2 separate regions of the Mus musculus genome follow, and region 1 is linked to region 2. The links are chromatin contacts, called in public Hi-C maps. All regions are on one chromosome and are shown on one strand. Each heading gives the region's core, a stretch centred on a gene start, on an enhancer-like site or on the middle of the called end of the contact. The rest is flanking DNA. Distances are from core to core; before and after follow the strand shown. Region 1 overlaps Btbd11 (BTB (POZ) domain containing 11). Region 2 has its middle 36 kb from the start of Cry1.

Region 1 (2,700 bases), core at 33-2,532, 240 kb after region 2:
GCAGGACCTTACCCTGGGGTTGGGCATCCCTCGACAGAGAATGTGCCTTTCCCATCCCTTGTATGTTGGAACCTTTCTCCACTGCTCCTCGTTTCTCTCCATGGTAAGTGACGTTCTCTCATTGTTCATACGCATGAGGTCATAGGTTCGATTTCCCTGTACTGAAAAAACAAACAAACAAGCAAACAAAACATCCAACAATCTTAAAATTCAGGTTTGGTTGGCGATGATTTAGTGGGGCTGCCTCAACTTGACTCGGTGGTAAAGGTCTGATGGCCAGGGTTCAATCCCCAGGACCTACGCAATGGAAGGAGAGAGACTCCTGTGAGTTGTCATGGCGCGTACAGAATAAATGGATGTGATTTTAAAAGAACACTTCTCTCGGCACAGGGTTGTTGTGCTGTTTATCTATGCAGATCAACACCTGGGTCTCCACACCGAGTTTTCATGTCCTTTTAACGTCTGCATTCCTGTCTGCCGGAAATTCCTCCTGCTATCTATAATGTAGAGTTAAGCTCACGTTCAAAACCTCTGCAGAGCATCAGGAAATCATTTAACCTTCTCAAAACACAGCTTTCTTCCTCGGATAATGAGGACTGTCTTAGAAATTGTGGGGGCACACTCTGGCAGCACCCAGCAAAGAGCCTCAGCTAAGCAGCAGTGTTCACGGAGCTCCTGGTCTGTCCTGTCCCGGGGGTGGGGGGTGGGGCCCACGATGAACAGTAACATAGATGATTTTTCTTTTTGGCATGATGAAATTTTAATTGTTTTATCCTTGGGATTCATGCTCCTTTTCAGTAATTAAAAATGCCGAGAATGTAAGAACCACCTACCAGAATTAACAGATGTTAATCATTTCTCATATTTGCCCGAATTTTCTCAAACAAAAGAAACCAAATATTTTCACTAAAGCTGAAATCCCTCCTGTTATGGTTCCTCGGGTTCTTCCTTCCTCCCCCGAGGCAGCCTTGATCATGAATTTGGGGCATAGTCTTCCAATCTGTCTCTGTGTCGTGTTCCCACTCCGAGTGTTCATAAATCATACATGGGTTACATTTGCATGCTTAACGGCATACTCTCCAACTTGATTTTTTTTTCACCCCACATTGTTTTGCAAGCACATCTGTGTGGAAGCCCAGAGTCCCTCGTTCATGCTGATGGCGAGTGCTCTGTTGTCCCCAGTCTCTGCCACACCAGGCGGCTGCCTGCCATTGCCATCCATCCTGCAGAAGTGCCTCCCCTGAGAGTCCCGGGGAAGACATTCCAGAGGTGGAACTGCTGACTCACAGAGCGCTCCAGCCGCCAGCTGGCCTGGCCTGTGCCAACCTGTTCTGCAGAGCGAGTGCACGGGTTCACACAGGCCACCTCGGAGGGGTCTGGCCCTCCACCTTCTCACGGGTCCTCACAGTTGTGACTTTTCAGTGTTCGCCAAACAGATTTGTTGTGTGGTGGGGTCTCACGCTTATTTTTACCCCGCTCATCTCCGTTCACTGGCGTGCCGTCATTTCTCCGTGTTTCTGAATATCCAGTCTGTCTGAAGGAAGGTTTTTAAATTCTGTACCATGTTACAGCTGCCTCCCCCGGTGTCTTCTTTCCTGCTGAGTTTTCTGTGAGGAGTATTTTGTCCTAAGGAAGATTTTAAATTTTGTTTTGGTTTAATTGATCTATTTTTTTTTCAATTATGAATTTAAGAGCTAAGCTTATAAGGGCATTTCCTCCTAATGAGGTTGCAGTTTGTGATGAAGTATGCTTGTGCACATATGGGTTGTTAACCCTTTTGCATGCAGCAGAAAATCAGTTTTAATATTGTCCTCAAGGAAAGCCGTTTGTCCCACACTTTGAACAGTCCACTTTTCCTACACTAGTTTTTAATGCCAGCTCTGTTCTATACTAGGGTTTCTTAAACTTTTTTCCACTCACAACTCCTTTTGTCCTCCCAAAGTTTATGAAACCCAAAGAATATAGGTTTATAAAACACATACAAACAGTTACTGGCCATAAATCACAATGAAATTTACTTGAAATTAATTTTTATTATAGATTTTTATTTTATCAATTATTAAAGACAAAAAGAAAGTTCTGTATTAGTGAGATGCATGTAGCCCATTTCTTTTTAGCATAAAGTTAAATCTCCACTGAACATTTGATACTACAGGACATAGAGCATCGTCAGTATTTTTCATAGTTGATTGACATTTTGATCTTTAATATCATCAGCACTGGGAACACTGTCACATAAATACATAGGATAAAATGACAGGACTGCGTTCGGGGCCACCACAGAAATTGTTGAAAATTCTGTCCTGCTCCCCAGCTAAAATTCATTTACCAGAATGGTTTTTTTACTGAACTCAAGTCAATAACTCAAAGATAGATTTTTAAAGCCAAGCATTCTAACAAATTGCAATCCAGAGAGTATACTGATTTGGTATGCACTGAGGGACTGCGGTAGGAAAGTAAAGTCTTTGTTTGCCATAAGGAAGCCATTCTGTTTCTGTCAGAGCAGAAGACTGTATGTACTGTGAAACTGACCTGCAGGCCAGAACTTAGGGCCACCCTGACCAAGGTGAGGTGTTTGGGACAGCGTTCCTTGGTATTTCATAGCATGGTGTCATGAACAATACTAAGCGTGATAGCTTGTTGTTATGTCAACTTGACACAGACCACAGTCGTTCTGGGAAAAGGAGCCTCAGTTGAGAA
Region 2 (2,700 bases), core at 13-2,512:
GAAAGTGTTCTTATTTTCCCATCTTATGATTGCGAAGACGGAGCAACAGAGGACAAATAATTTCCCTTGCATCTTAAAGGATAGTGATGTAGAGCTGAGATTTAAATTCAGTTCTCTCTGATTTACTCACAATGCAAACTCATACACTTAAGATCATTGGAATTCCCCAGAGCCATCTTTTCTTGGAAAAGAGTATCTAATAGCATCTTTTAAGGCTGCTGGCCTTAAATGATCTTGCGTGATATGAGTAACATTGTTACCAGGATCTCAGTCTCTTCGAATGCCTTTTCCCTGCCTGGGTCACAGTGGAGTCAGGTGTAATCCTTTTTACTTAGGCCCCTCCCCTCTTCGTTACTAACCTCCTTATGTGTGTTTCACACAAAATTCTTCGATTAATTTGGGGGATAAACTGGCAGCACCAGGGAATCAAAACAGTAATTTTAGCACCCTGGAGGGGTAGCTGCTGAGGACATCATGTGGCAAGCCAGGGATGGTTGGGCAAGACAAGAGCGTGGAGCCCGTGTGGGCTGTTTCCTTCCTTAACCCCCCAGATCCAGGCAGGCAAAACATCTCATAAACAATCTCTTCCATGGGCTTCGCTGCCAGCTCGGAATGGGCTTGGAGTCTATTTGGCTTGCTTTTTAAAGAGGGTGTGAGTGAAACGCTGTCGTTTAAAACTGACCAGAACCCGTGCTATGAGAACAGGTGGACCTGAATTTGGAGCAAATTAAAGGTGAGGCTGAGTTTCAAAGCAAACACAACTGGAGAGCTTGTTTGACTTTAGAAAAATGTTCAATTACCCTTGGGATTCCTTAAAGCGGGATGTCCCTCGCTGCAATTAAAATGTAAATCTCCCTATTTAATTTTGGCTAGCACACATGACCCTTCAAGAATATGCTTGCCTTACCAAGTCAAGGAAGCTTTGTAAAGCAGAAGACAGATTTTCAGCAAAAGACCTGTTGTTTCTTATAAAAACTAAGGCCCAGAAAGCGCTTCTTCCTATTTTTTAATGGTAAAGCTACAATAGAAACCTCATTCATGAGAGAGATCTTGTTTTGAAGTATCATGTAAGACTCTTTTCTAAAACACACTGAGGTTGGTCGAGAACAGGTGCTTGTACAAGCCGAGGCTAGGCGTTGCTGCAAAACCCTGCACCAGTAGGTGGCGCTCTAAGAAAGAGATTACCTTACGGCAAAGGCCAACACCTTGGGGCTTGAAAGCAAAACTGCACTCCTCTCCTGTCTCTTTTTGAAGGCAAAGGCTTTGCTCGCCTCCTTGGAGAGTCTCAGGTTCCCTGCCCTGACTGTCCATCTCTGCAGCGTTATTCGCGCAGATCGGTACCCACAATAACATTTCTTTTAGAACTGTGGGGTAGGGAAGTGAGGCCACACCTGTTATGTAAGACCTTAGCTTGCAGCCTCTGATTCCCGAATCACAGAATGTATTAGCTATTTCGTCGTGTTAAATGAGGATGCTGAGACTGAAATGGAGAATCCAGACTGCCTATCTCCTTGCTTCAGGTTGCGTGCCTCCCAGCTTTTGGGTACGATGTTAGGAGCTTATGGAGGAGGAAATGATGGCAGCCACGTGTGGGGACAGAACGGCTTGTTTTAAAACGGACTGTTTTCCTCTGATTTTCTTTTTCCTCTGCTCTTCTAGTCGTGTCCTCCTAGCAGAACAGATGACAAATGTTAGCTAGTGAGTCTGTCTTAGGTTTCATTTCTGCCAAACTGCCATTTCCCTGATCAGCCACACTTGCTTGTATATAAACCCTGTATCGTGGATTCCCGTGTGCTTGGAAGCACTCCAGGAGGGAAGGGCATGGAAATGAACAAAGCAGACTCTGGCTCTTATAAAGGAAGGAGAAAATAAGTAAGCCAAGCATTTAGCACGTGAATGATGATTACCAGGGAGAAAACCCAACAGCAGCAAAGCAAAGAGAGCTACAGTGTTCAGAACAGCAGCAACTGGGTCAGAGAGAGGCTCATTGAGAGGGCCACCTAGTGATGAGGAAACTCTGAATTTAGAAACAGTAGGGAGACTACTAGATACTACTTGTGTGCGTGCACATGCGCGAGTGTGTGCATGAGTGTGTGCACGCGTGCTTATGAGTGTGCATGTGTGTTCACGTATGTGTGAGTGTATGTGTGCCTGTGTATGCACATGTGTGTCCCCACCTGTACCAATGCTTCTGCCGAGGGAGGCTCATGTCAAGCATGTCACGTTTCAGACTCTTTCATTCTGCCTGGATGCCAGCAATCAAGTCCCAGATGTTTCTGTCTCTCCTTTCCTAGGGAGATTAATCCATCCATCCCCTTTCCATGACTTTATCTCCATCCTCTGTGGTTATATGAACCATCACTTGCTTACGGAAGACTTAATAGCTAACAGTTACATATAACCAACTACAAGCCATATTTATCTTCCTGGGTCTGGGTTACCTCACTCAGGATGATAATTTTCTAGTTCTATCCATTTACCTGTGAATTTCAAGATTTCATTTTTTTTAATGGCTGAGTAATACTCCATTGTGTAAATTTACCACATTTTCTTTATCCATTATTCTGTTGAGGGGCATCTGGGCTGTTTCCAGTTTTGGGCTATGATAAATAGAGCAGCACTACACATGGCTGAACATGTGTCTCTGTTGTAGAATGAAGCATTCTTTGGGTATATGCCCAAGAGTGACAAGCTGGGATC

The links. Hi-C and Micro-C count contacts between places; a contact is called where the count stands out from the background.
Region 1: a Hi-C map of cerebral cortex shows a contact between it and region 2, with 3 times the contacts expected there. The contact joins two enhancer-like sites. A contact is called at or near these places in 1 of 15 datasets of contacts at CTCF or cohesin (stem cell-derived epiblast-like cells), 37 of 484 Hi-C or Micro-C datasets (the C2C12 cell line, CD4 T cells, the CH12 cell line and 17 more), 4 of 115 datasets of contacts at active chromatin or transcription factors (embryonic stem cells, epiblast stem cells, forebrain and 1 more) and 1 of 9 other capture datasets (embryonic stem cells).

The regions. Positions count from the first base shown.
Region 1 is chr10:85,457,894-85,460,593 of GRCm38.p6, forward strand. All of the region lies in intron 1 of Btbd11 (BTB (POZ) domain containing 11), which reads left to right. Among named protein-coding and RNA genes, the nearest start is that of Btbd11, 72 kb to the left of the region's middle. Within about 2 kb of position 1,283, at least 70 of the 459 cell types and tissues checked have an H3K27ac peak or open chromatin away from gene starts, as enhancers often do. A contact at or near this core is called in cerebral cortex, where this site is marked.
Region 2 is chr10:85,219,934-85,222,633 of GRCm38.p6, forward strand. No RefSeq gene overlaps it. Among named protein-coding and RNA genes, the nearest start is that of Cry1, 36 kb to the left of the region's middle. Within about 2 kb of position 1,263, at least 21 of the 459 cell types and tissues checked have an H3K27ac peak or open chromatin away from gene starts, as enhancers often do. A contact at or near this core is called in cerebral cortex, where this site is marked.